Regions from separate parts of the Hordeum vulgare genome. Here all the other regions are linked to region 2. The links are chromatin contacts, called in public Hi-C maps. All regions are on one chromosome and are shown on one strand. Each heading gives the region's core, a stretch centred on a gene start, on an enhancer-like site or on the middle of the called end of the contact. The rest is flanking DNA. Distances are from core to core; before and after follow the strand shown. Region 1 has its middle 43 kb from the start of TRNAK-UUU. Region 2 holds the start of LOC123425286. Region 3 holds the start of LOC123425288 (E3 ubiquitin-protein ligase EL5-like).

Region 1 (4,505 bases), core at 702-3,201, 500 kb before region 2:
ACCGACATTACTCGTACGCTTACGAGAGACTGGTTTCATCGCTACGAGTAACTCCGTTGCTCAAAGATGACCGACGAGTGTCAGTTTCTCCAACTTTAGTTGAATCGGATTTGACCGAGGAGGTCCTTGGATGAGGTTAAATAGCAATTCATATATCTCCGTTGTGCTGTTTGCGTAAGTAATATGCGATCCTACTAGATACCCATGGTCACCACGTAAAACATGCAACAACAATTAGAGGACGTCTAACTTGTTTTTGCAGGGTTGCTTGTGATGTGATATGGCCAACGATGTGATGTGATACATTGGATGTATGAGATGATCATGTTGTAATAGTTAATATCGACTTGCACGTCGATGGTACGGCAACCGACACGAGCCATAGGGTTGTCTTTAAACTAACATTTTCTAAATTTGCAAACAATTTCTGAAACAAGAGCATTATTTGAAAATACAAAAAATGGAAAGATGAACATTTTTAAAATATTATGAAGACTTTTATTAAAAACAGGAACATTTTTTGAAAAGTTGAGGTAATTTTGAACGGTAATATTTGGGGCATTTTTTAAACGTAGAACCAAAATACTCGGAACAATTTCTGAAAACTCGAACAATTTTTAAAAATCCTGAACATTTTAATCATTTCAAAACGCGATATTTTTTCGATTATTCTACATTTTAAAGAAACACAAACATTTTATTTACAGAAATTGCAAATATTTTTGAAAATTACAAACATTTTATGCAAACGAAATCATTTTTCTGAAACTGATGGAAAACATAAATAGTTTTTGGTAACAAGACCATTTTTTGACATTTGTGAATAAATTTAGAAAGACACGAACATTTAAAAGAACGATAGGAAACGGAAAAAAGAAAACGAAAATTGAAAAAGAAGAAACAAAAACACGAGAAAGGAGAGAAAATAAAAAGGAAATAGAAAGAGTAAAAAAGAAAATAAAAATAAATAGAAGAAGAGAGTGGGGACAAATTTTGGAAAACGTGAACAGTTTTTGAAAATCCCGAACAAATTTGAATACCTGAATAGTTTATTGAAATATAAATATAGTTCTAAATACACGCATAGACATGGAATCACAATTGTTTTTGGAAAATTGCCGACATTATAGTAATCCCACGAACATTTTTTTGAAGACATGTGAAAATTGAAAAATGAAAAAATAAATCGAAAAAGTAAAGCATTTTTTTTTAAAAAGAAACACAATAATATTTTACCTTTTATAAGCCAAAAGAAATATAATGAAAATAATGGAAAAAGGAAGAATGGAAAAAATACAGAAGAAACGGCAAAAAAACATGGTGAAAAAATTAAACAGTAAAAACCCTGTTTAGGAAACCTTCTAGAAAGTTTCAAGAAACGGTTTGCACCCACTTGGCGCCGAGGCCGCTAGTTAACGTGCACTTTTGTTAACTGACGCCTGTGGCGTTTCAACTGGCCCGTGCCTTATAGGCCCCTATAACGCTTTTTAAAAAAAAACAATCCGTGAACTTATTTGAATATTGATGAGCTTTTTTGAAATATCGACGAATACTATTGAAGATTTATGAACTTCTTTGAATATCGATGATTGTTTTGAAATTTGATGAACACCTTTTTGAAAATGGATGAACTTTTTCAGTTCAATGAACTTTAACAAAAATCCATTAGTTGTTTTAGTATTTATGAACATTTTTCAAATATATTGAACATTTTGAATGATTTTGTTTTTCAAATTAATGATTTTTTTCAAAATTGACGAACCTTTTTGAAAGATATGATTTGTCTTCTAATGGATGGACCTTTTTCTTTAAATCTGTAAACCTTGTATGATTTTATATAATTTGTTGTACCAAAAAAGTAAACAAAACTGGACAGCACTCCAATGGGCGGACACATGCTAGCATCGTGCCGGATTGTTAACGGGCGCGTGCAGCGCTGCGTAAGAGCTTATCCCACTTGCTTGCGCTCTAAAGTGGGCCGGCCCAAGTCCCGTGCTCCGTGGGCAATGCCTATGTGTTCCCTTGACATTTCAACGCAACGAGACACGCATAGGCAACGTATAGAGCTGCCTCTTCCTCTCCTTAGAGATCGCTATAAGCCTAATCTAAATTTTCACTTTATAAGTCCAATCTAAATTTTCACTTTAGAAGTCTAATTTAAATTTTCACTTTAGAAGTCCACTAATAAAGATTTAACTAGCAGGCTTCTGTTATTTCCTCAAGTGAGGGGGTTTATTTTTGAAATCGCCTATTCTACAATAAACAGGGGAGGCCCCGCTTATTTCCACACCAAGCCCTAAGCCCTCACAAACTGGAAAACCCTATTTGGCGCTATACGTGCCCGTTAGTACAGTTTTTTCAAACGCGCGCGTGCAGCACTCCCGCGATGGGCCTATCCATCTGGGTTTTATTTTTCTTTATTTAATCTCGCAAAAACAAAAGTGCGTAAAGTGAGATTCAAATCCGCGACCACCCTGACAAAGTTATACTTGTGGAACCAATATGGCACCCCATCGGGATGTGTTAAAACTGAACTTTCTACGTATTTTATTCTTTCTTTTCCCTTTTTCTTTTTTTGGTTATTTGTTTTCCTTTTTTCATTTTCATCCTGATTCATTGATTGTTTTTGGAAATACCTGAATTTTTATTTTCAATCACTGTTTTTCAAATTGTGATAAATTCTCTTTGAAATTTTGTGATTTTTTCCCAAATTGATGAACTTTCTGTCGAATTTGGTAATGTATTTTGAAAATCAATGAACATATTTATAAATTCTCTGAAATTCTGTCAAATTCAATGAATTTTTTTAAAATCGTTTAACTTTTTATAAATCTGATTAACTTTTTCTTAAATTCGATAAACTTTTTTTGAATCCGATGATTTTTTTTTCAATTTCGATTTTTTTTTCTTAACCTTGCTTACCTTTCTGGAATTTTAATGTATGTTTTTGAATTCACATTTTTATTCCCTTTTACAGTTTTTTTCAAAAGTGAACGCTTTACCCGTCAACCACGACTTGTCAGCAGTTTTTTGTGTGTGGTAAAACAGGTCAGCAGCTTTTTTTTGGTGTGAACTATTTTTCAAATGAATGAAACTTTTGACAATTTTGTGAAATTTTCAGAATTAATGAACTTTGTTTCAAACTTGATGGATTTTTGTTTTTGCAAATAGATGAACTGTTTCCAATTTATGTGAACTATTCGTGTACATCAACGAATGTTTTTCATTGTTTCATGAACCTTTTACCAAATTGATGAACTATTTTCTTTTTTGATGTTTTTTTTTCAAAATCGATGAACTTTGTTCAAGTTTGTGAACTCTTTCTGCAAACATGATGAATTGTTTCGAAAATTGTCGCAACTTTTCAAATTCATGTTTTTCTATAAATTCAGAAATCTGTTATTTAGGGAATTCAGAAATCTAAAAGGTACAATACAATAAATAATGCATCCAGAGTAGTTCTTATAACGTGGTCGCTATTATCAATCACTACAATGTAATAGCTTTAGTGGCTAGACAAGCTCGTCCCGTAATGCACGACACGAATTCAAATCCTAGAGGAAGCAACTATATTTGCTGTTTTTTCGCACACTACGCGTTCGTGGGCCAGCCCAAGTTAGCAATTCTGTAAGCGCCAACTCGCTCCACGACGCAGAAAGTGTGGTATAGGATGGTAAATCCTATTAGGCACTGCAAGTGTCGGTTAAAGTGCATTTTTCTTAACCGACGCCTGTAGCTTTCGGTCATAGACCGACCATGTAAGTTCCAGCGGGCGGGATGTTTTTCCGGTTTAGTGAAGCTTCTCGAAGCTTTCTACATGGTTTGTTTAAATTTAGGGTTTTCCAGGACTGTTTTTTCTTTGGTTTTTCTCTTTTCATTTTTTGTTTCTTTCCTTCACTCTTTTTATTACGTTTTCATTTCCCTTTTTTATACAATTTTTCATTTTTGAAAAAGTGTTGCCTTTTTGATGAACTTTTATTCCTACCGGAAAACTTTTTCCAAATCACTTAACCTTTTTCCAAGTTTCTGAATTTTTAGTAAAATTCTATGAACTTTTTAGATATCGATCATTTTTTTCAAATTTTGATGAACTTTTGTGAAATTCGATATTCTTCTGTATTGGATGAACTTTTTTTGAAATGGATGAACTTTTTAAAGATTTGTGATTTTCTTTTTCAGTTGAACGAACTTTTTTAAAACATACATGTTTTCTTTTCAAATTTAGTGAAATTTTGGAAAAAATGATATTTCTTTTTCAAATTCGGTGATTTTTTTCAAATTCTATGAATGTTTTTCAAATTTCATGACTTTTTTCAAATTTGATGAACTTTTTTTAAAATTCAATAATTTTTTGTCAAATTTGATGACTATTTTTCAAATTCGATTAGCTTGTCTATGTTTTTGTCCACTTTTTTCAAAATTAATGAACATTTTTTCGAATTGGTGAACTTCTTTTGAAAGATTTGATGAACTTTTCATATTTTTGTGAACTAACTTTCGAATTC
Region 2 (3,981 bases), core at 923-3,422:
AGAAAAAACGCGTTTTTGGTTTTATCCTATCGCGAGAATACGGTTTTTTTGTCCGATTTTTTTTAGAAAAAAAGTTCGTCAAAACCTATTAATATGGGATTTATTTTCGAAGATCTCGGCGCTAGAAAATCAATGGTGAAAATGGTTCGAGTTTTGAACGCACGGGGAGATAAAACGTTTAAAAAACGAATGTACGAAAAAAAATGAAATCTCTTAGGTTGCAACAAGTAGCACGTATGCAGTGCACCACTTGTCACAAAGTGAGAAGATGAGAGTGGTCTTTGAAAGATGTACTCTTCAATTAGTTTTTTAGACAATCCGTGAAGCTTTATAAAGTCGTCATAGTGTTTACATGGACGAATGGAAGATTACCGGGGTGACCTAAGCAAACATGACGACCCCACTCCAGTTTCAACGCATGTTTCGCTAAATTATGAGCCTTGACATTTGAGCTCCTAAACTCATAGACGAAATTACAGCTAGGAAAACTAGAAGAAGAACGTATAGTCTCATGAATAATGGCACCATATTCCGTGCCGCTCTTTCTCTTTATATCTTCAACCACCACCTTGCAGTCGGACGCCATATAGATGTATTGTAAGTTCACGTCCTCTATAAGCGCCATAGATTCTCTTACTGCTAGAGCTTCCAATGTAGTCGGGTCTGAGATACCACAAAAGACAATGGTCGAGCCCCCCCAGAAAAGCTCCATCCCTGTCCTTGCAGACGATAACAACCGAGCCGACGCCCCTTCTCCCAACCACTGCCACATCTACATTAATCTTGACCGTGCCAAAAGGTGGCGGAATCCAGACGCTAGTCCTCGCGGTGCCGACACTGGCTGGAGATGTGTTAGGTTTCTTGATGATTTCTATCTCGTTGCGGTAAGACAGGATAAAAAAGATGCGTCAACATAGAGCTTGGAAAGATGTCTTCATAAATCGCCATTCGCCTCGCGAACCATATAGCCCAAAATGTGATCACCATACGAACGAAGAGGTGATGAGGTAGTTGTTTCATCAGTAAAAATATATAATCCCTTGCATTGTCCATATCATGTTGGCACATCTGCTCAACCAGCTCCTCATCTGCCAATGCCTAGACACTTCTCGCTATCGAACAATTTATCAAGGCACGCCTCCAGGAGTCCCTTTCACCGCAAAACCAACATGCATCCGAGGTGAACATGTTCCTATGGTGGAGCAGGTCGAAGGTGGGAACAGAGCTTTGCACAATCCTTCACGGAAACAGTTTAACCTTGGAAGGAACATCAACACCCCACATTTGTGTCCATTCATTGCTTTGCTGGCCATTGCGTGATGCACCCTCTCGCTCATCAATCCAGTTCTCCCCTTGTAATTTTTGTTTGCAAGATTATTCTCTATGCAAACTTCACCGAAAACATTCTGTGCTTCTCACCGTTCCACACCCAGAAGTCTTCAATATTTCTTATGCATAATGAAATGGAAAGAATCGACTCAGCATCAATTGGCAAGAATACCTGACATATGAGCTGTTCATTCCATGCTGCCTCCGATGTACTTATCAACTCGGACACAAAGCACGGTGGGTTAGAATTAGTGAAGATATAGGCCTCATCATCCCCTGTCCGTGGTAGCCAGTTGTGTCTCCAAATGCCCATAGTGTTTTCGTTTTCAACTCTGCGGATGATCCCTTGCCTCAAACATGTCTCGTCCATCAAGATCAGCTTACAAGCTCAGCTTTGAGAAGATCTGCATCAGGGAAGTATACTGATTAGTGAATTTGGGAAAAACAGATCGAAGAAGGAATGTCCGACCGCTGAGGCTTTGTTTGGTAGAAATGGATTGGGGAGGTTTGGGGAGGAGGGGATTTGATGAATCCCTTCCTTCCATCCAATCCTCTCAAATCCCTCGGGGTTTGTTTCCACCAGTCCCTCGAGGAGGGTCCTGAAACACATGGATAGAAAGAGTTTGACGGGAAATAGAGGGGATTCGGCTAAGCAAACCCCTCTTATCAAATAGATGCATGAGGTTCTATGAGGTTTGTGACCCTCGCGGGGATTTTCCTCTCAAAGTCGTGAATCCCCGAATGGCAAACGAGGCCTGATGGGCCTGGGCCGGCCCGAGGAAACGATCAGCGTTCCGGGACGATCCCTACGTTTATTTTCCTCTCCTCCCTCTCTCTCCGTGCCAAGCGGTCAGCGGCGTCCCTCTGCCTCCATAGCGACACGGCGACACGCTCTCCCCGGTCCGCCGCAAGTTGGACTCCACCGCCGCCGCACCGCCCACCTCTCTCCGACGCACTGCATCGGGTAGGCCTCGCCTTCCTCGGTTTCTCCGTCGGCCATCGCCCTCCCTCCCCGCTGCCCACCATCTCAGGCGGGTGGATGCGCGCGCCTCCACTGCCCCTGCCAAACCTAGGGTTAAGAGTAGCATGTTACTGCGTATATTGCCGTATTGACTCTGTTATTTCGTCCTCTCATTATATTTACCGAGCCAGTTTGCCTTAACGGCTAGGGTTGAGTATGCATCGGCTCCGCCCACTCCAAGCTCTCGCATTACTACTAAATTCAAAGTATTAATGCACAATTGGTTAAATTGGAGTGCCCTGCTTGGCATCAGTGGGAGTTGGCAGGGTGGCACCCAGCAAGTAGAAGCAAGTTATTTGGAACAAAAAAGGCCTGAAGAAAATGATTGGACTACATTGGCGGCAGTAGTATTACATTCTTAGTTAACAGACTGATGACCTAGAGCTAGGGAAGAGCAAGCCTCAGATCTGATTGAGCTGCTAGTTATTTCTCCCTTTTTTTTGTCTCTAATTGATGAGCGAGAGGGCAGAGCATCGTGTTTCTTTAGGATAGGACTACTCAAATTGTCGGCCCATTTACTTACTTATCGGATGAATTTCGAGTTTGGCGTACCCCCCAAACCCCAAGCCTCACATCAAGTCTGCCTCTGGATGACTGCTTCAGTTTGGGGATTCCTTCACCAACCTTGATGCTGATTTTGCTGCAGCACTAATTATGTCCTGTTTGCACCTTGCATTGTCATATCAGCCACACCTGAAACTGCATCTTGATCACATGTCCCAGGCTTGCCCACAGCTGCAACAAACATCCTCAAACACTTGCATATATTATCTCCTGCCAAATTATTCTGCTTTTTATGAGCTGAAACCACTGTACCAGGAGTGAATATTGGATCCATCTCCTATGCTCATTTTGAATGTGCTTTACTGTAAGAGCTCATAGAATGGTCATAGGAGGAGATGGATCCAATATTGGATATTGGATCCATCTTAAATAGTTTTTAGAAGTATCTGTCACATGTCCAGATTGTAAATGTTGTACAGTATAGCACATTCAATTACCATGTACTGAGATGTTAAGTTGTCTTATAGAAAAAGTACTTTCGGACAACAAAGTCAGACGATCGCTAAATAAGAATTTGCCGGCCATGACAAGTTAACACAATTTGTGTTTGGACGGTAGTTTGAGACAGTAAGAGCTCAACTACCAATTCATTTTTGGTTGAAATTACCAATTGTTAGACCCAGTTGAGTCATACCATTTCTCTTTGAAGGTTCTTTTTATTGTTTTTCCTATACTAATTATTGGTTTTGTCAAAAAAAAACTCTGTTCAAACTTTTACCCTTCTCGGTTTGAAAAATTGTACCTAATGTTGGATCTGAATATAAATAGGGCCAGCCGAGCTCTCAGACATGTCTGGACGTGAGGTTCGTGAGTACACTAACCTCAGCGACCCCAAAGGTTAGTGATTTCATCATTCTCCAGTCCCAGTGTGGACAAGTGATTCTTCTCCTTTTTGGTTTATTGGACATTTTCTTAAATCATCACCTTTGGGCTTATGCATATGCAGATAGAAAGTATGGGAAGGGAAAGGACAAGATCGATGATGAGGATGTCACCTTCCAGCGCATGGTAGCAAAGGTTAACCGGAATGCTCTTGCAAAAATAATTCTGATTAAATTGTGAATAAA
Region 3 (4,526 bases), core at 240-2,739, 350 kb before region 2:
ACATTCGCAACCGGTGGCCAGAGGAAAACAAGAGCCGGACAACAAGTTCGGCAGGGTGAATGAATATACTACTACTAGTATCAGCACTGCTTACGGCTGCATGCAGGCTTGCAGTTTGCAGTTGCAGTTAGTGCTACTCGACAGAGAATGGAAGTAACTGAATAACGGTATTAGTGGGTTGCTGTCGCTGCCGCAGCTGAATTGACCGCTTGCAAGTTGTACAAAGAATGAGAAGGAACGACGAAATGTAGGCAGGCAAAGTTGTTTTCTTCTCTTTTCCTGTGGTGTCATGCCGGAACATGATCATCCTATCCACATGTACATCACACGTCTATAAAAATCTGTACAGCTTTTTTTTACTCCGAGACCGAGTAAGAGTAAGGGAGACACTGGGAAAACTTGCGATGACGCCACGCAAGGAAGACGGCACATCGCAGAAAGGTTGGGGGGAGGAAAAGTCCACCGTGGCAGCCGGGGCGTCAGCATGAGCCCGCCGGCTGCTGCGGCTTCGCCTGCCTCGACGACGCGCTGCTCTCGCCGCCGGCGAGCCCCATCTCTATGTCCCTTGCCGCGTCCTCCTCCTGCGGCGGCGGGGGCGGCGACGCGCCGCCACACCCGAGAAGCCGCCGCAGCCCGCACGACGCCCCGGCGGGCGGCGGCTGCGCTTGCGGTTGAGAGGGAGCAGGCGCTGGTTGAGGTGTGGTTGCGGCGGGGGTCTGCGGTTGCGCGCGGCCGGTGCTGACGTCGTCCTGGGAGCCGAAGAAGAGGACGTTGGTGGGGAAGTTGGGCGACTCCTGGTCGGCCTCGGGCGCCTGGACGGGCGCGGGCGGCAGGGGCGGCGCGTCGACGGCGGGGCAGCGGCAGAGCGGGCAGGTGGAGTGCGACCTGAGCCACATGTCGACGCAGTCGACGTGGAAGCCGTGGCCGCAGCGGGGCAGCACGCGCGCCGTGTCCCCGGTGGCGAGCTCCGTGATGCAGACCGCGCAGTCCATGGCCTCCCCCTTGGCCACCTCCCGGCGGGGCAGCGACGCCATCGACGCGTCGTCCAGGCCCCCGTCGTAGAACCACGGTGCGACGCCGTCCCCGGCGCCGGCCCGCCCGTCCCCGCCGCAGAACAGGTAGCGCAGGTGCGCCATCACGCCGCTCCCCGGCGGCGGCGGCGCGCCGCCCCGGGACCTCTTGGCGCAGAGGAATATGTAGAAGCAGAGCACGAAGGAGAGGAAGATGGCCATCACGGCCGCCAGCATGGTGGCCGCCGCCGCCGCCGTCGTCGCCGTCACCGCCATGAACACCACCACCACCCTCGCTTCCTCTTCCAACAAGTAACAAGAATCGCCTCGCCCCTGGTGCAAACGACAGCAGCAGCCGGCCTCTGCTCGCTCTCCTCGGAATATGCTCCTCGTCCTCGCAAGCTTCTAGGCAGCGCGTGCGTGCGTGCACAAGCGGGCTTTGGCTCTGGCTCGGGCTGGAGGTTTTCGAGGTGGGAATGGGATTTAACGTAATGGAGCGCGCGCTGCTACTTATACGGTGGCCGGAGAGGATAAGAGGGAGGAGGAGAAGAAGAAAACTTGTGTGGGGATTTGGAGGAGAGGGTGAGCGAACGGGCGAACTGTGGAGGGAAAGCTCGGATGGCGACGGTTTTCAAATATGTTGACGCGAGCCATAGGTGCTGAGCCTGAGCGGAGCGGGCATGACCCGAGTGGGTTCGTTCGTTGGACGGACCTCCCCGCCACGGCCATCCCCGTCGACCAATCTCCCGCCCCGCGCGCCGCTGCACGGTTGCGCCAACGATTTGGTGTTGGTGCAACCACACACCACGTCGGTAAACCCCCTGAAACCGACCGGTCGACGCACACGCGGCCCCGTACGTGGCGCCAGTTAAAATAATATAAAGAGCAGAGGCAGTCACAGATCCACTGACAGGCTGACTGACACGCAGCCCCCCAGTGAACTGACACGAATTATTTTACTACTAGTTGTACCCTGGTCTGATGATCATGCTGATTTATTTCGTGGCTGGTTTGCTGCAGGACACACCGCCGGATCAGGGGACACATTTGGACGAACCCAACTGCCAGGGCCAGGAAACGTGGGCCGTATGCCGGCAGCGCGTGTCACACGCCGGGTCCCGGGCCCGATAGATAGATAGCTTGACGTGGATACGTGGACCGATGTGCTTGAAGCAATGGAGCTGGAGCGGGCATCAGCCAAGCCAAGCCAGGGTGCCCCGCCCCGGACTCCATCCATCCATCGCAACGGGTGGACCACACATCGCGGGAGGTTCGTTCGTTCGTTTCGTTGGTTGGTTGGTTCGGTATAGCGGTTTGTTGCCCCCCTTCTTCTCCTTGCTGTCCCTTTCCCGTTGCGGGTATGCGTCTCCGGAGCGCACAAGCGAGCGATCGAATTCAATTCGAACCCGACCGGGCGAACGAACGAATGCGCGAATTGGTCCTGTCCGTGTGGTCGTGGCGGCATCGGCTCGGCGTTTCCTGGAAGCAACTGGATTGGTTGAGTGTGGCTCCATCCCAAGTTAAGTTAAGTAAGAGTACCAAGCCGCCTTATCTTACTTGGCTGGGAATTCCGGGAAAGTTGACCGGCATATCTAAGTACCAAGCCATCTGAACCTCGTTAACAAGAATATAGCTTAGTTTGGATGGTTACTACTTGGTCACATAACGCCCCGTCGAAAACGTACTCGCGTCCGGCCTCCGACGGGCGCGACCGATCGAACGCCACATGCATGCATGTGATGTTCCTGTACAGCACTAATAAGGCTTGAATTGATTTGATTAGTAACTATCATCTCCGCAGAAAAAGACTTGTATCGATCGAATAAAACTCTCCAGATAAACCCGAGAACTACTAGTGCTGCCAACAAGTTGCCCATCTCTCATCCCTTGGGTTCGCTGCATCGGCAGCCGACTCGCCGTCGGGGTCAGGGGCGGCAGCTAGCCCACGAACGCGGCTGGCCGGCGACCCATGTCCGGCGCCCGGGCTTTGGCAGCGACGGCACGGACGGACGCGCGCGGGGGAGCGGGGGAGGACAGTGACGCGCGCGGTCTCCGGCCCCGTGCGCTGCTGCCCTGCTGATGACGCCCATGATGATGATTCCGCCGTTGTTGAAAAATCTGCGTGGTGTCTCCTAGACTTTTGAATCGGGTCGGCTGAAACCCCGGGGGGAAAGTGCGGCACGCACGCGTCCATCATGCGGGAGGCCGCGCGCAGGCGCGCTGATGCTCCTCCGTGGATCGCTCTGCCGTTGCCTTTGACCGGCCGGCCCGGCCCGGGCCGCTGACGGCTCCAAAGCGGCTTTGCTGCACAACGGGAAAACAAAAGAAAAAAGAGCGGGTGCCTTTCTTCCGGTGGTTTTGCGGTTCTGGACAGGAAAGGAACGCCGCTTCTGAAATCCCGAGCGTGCAGGCCGGGTACTCGCGTGATTTCGTGCAAGTTGGCTGCTGTTTCTTTTTGCCGATTTTGCACTGCAAATCATCCGGTCGCGTAGCATGCTGACTGCGAGCCTTAACTTTTTATTTGGGACAAGACTGCGGGCCTTAGAGGGTGTTTGTTTTCAGAAACTTATTGGTTTAGGGACTTAAAAATGTTTCTATAAGTCCCACCTAAACCAAACACAAGGGACTTATTCGGACTTATTGTGGTGATTTGAGACTTATCAAATAAGACTCTCAGGGAGGAGCTTATTGAGACTTATCCCGGGCTTATGACTTATAAGTTGAAACTTAAAAAAGTCTTAGGACTTATGAAACAAAAAGGACCTTATTAACTTAACTAAGATAGCTGCTACAGCCCCTCGTCATCACGAGCCCAGAGACCTGACAGATAAAGGCCGTTGCAAGACTACGGCAAAATTAACAAAAATGACCCCTGGGGGGAAAGAACTCACGGAGTGACCCCTCGCGGAAAAAATTTCACCCGCCTGACCCTTTTGTGTGGCGTCCGAAACCTAGGCGCCACACTACACTGTGTGACGCCTAGCCGTTCGGCGCCACACCCCCCGACCACCTGGCAGGGAGGGCCCATCCCCCAGGCCGTGTGACGCCTGTCACACATTGTAATGTGTGGCGCCGAACGCTTAGACGTCACACATTGACTTAACTGGCCACGGGCCAGCCCCCTCCCCACCCCCTCCCCATTCCCCTCCCTCATTCAAACAGAAACTGCAACGGCGGCGGCTGGCTCTCTTCGAATCCCTAATCCCCTCCCCCATCTCCTTCAGATCTGGTGATTTCTTCCTTGGATTGATCCCCCAAGGTAATCTCCTCCCCCATCCCTTCCGTTTCCCATCCTTCTATCCAAGTGTATTAGGTTTTTGTTGAGTAGATTGATTTGAGTAGGTTCTTAGGATTTGACTAGTTAGGATATGAGTTCTTAGGATTTGAGTAGTTAGTATATTAGTAGTTAGTATATGAGTATTAGGAGTTAGTATATTAGTAGTTAGTATATGAGTATATGAGTAGTAGTACTTCATATTAGTAGTTAGTATTAGTAGTTCATATTTGTAGTTAGTA

The links. A called contact is a pair of places that touch in the nucleus more often than the background predicts.
Region 1: a Hi-C map of seedling shows a contact between it and region 2, with 4 times the contacts expected there. The contact joins the enhancer-like site here to the promoter of LOC123425286 in region 2. A contact is called at or near these places in 4 of 6 Hi-C or Micro-C datasets (leaf and seedling).
Region 3: a Hi-C map of leaf shows a contact between it and region 2, with 4 times the contacts expected there. The contact joins the promoter of LOC123425288 here to the promoter of LOC123425286 in region 2. A contact is called at or near these places in 2 of 6 Hi-C or Micro-C datasets (leaf and seedling).

Annotation. Positions count from the first base shown.
Region 1 is chr2H:96,760,412-96,764,916 of MorexV3_pseudomolecules_assembly, reverse strand. No RefSeq gene overlaps it. Among protein-coding and RNA genes, the nearest start is that of TRNAK-UUU, 43 kb to the right of the region's middle. Within about 2 kb of position 1,951, at least 3 of the 3 cell types and tissues checked have open chromatin away from gene starts, as enhancers often do. A contact at or near this core is called in leaf and seedling, where this site is marked.
Region 2 is chr2H:96,257,124-96,261,104 of MorexV3_pseudomolecules_assembly, reverse strand. It overlaps LOC123425286, which reads left to right and starts at 2,172. Exons shown (of 7, transcript XM_045108967.1): 1 at 2,172-2,293; 2 at 3,683-3,751; 3 at 3,861-3,931. The coding sequence starts at 3,703.
Region 3 is chr2H:96,601,424-96,605,949 of MorexV3_pseudomolecules_assembly, reverse strand. LOC123425288 (E3 ubiquitin-protein ligase EL5-like) reads right to left here and starts at 1,489. Exons shown (of 1, transcript XM_045108970.1): 1 at 249-1,489. The coding sequence starts at 1,286. The coding sequence ends at 480.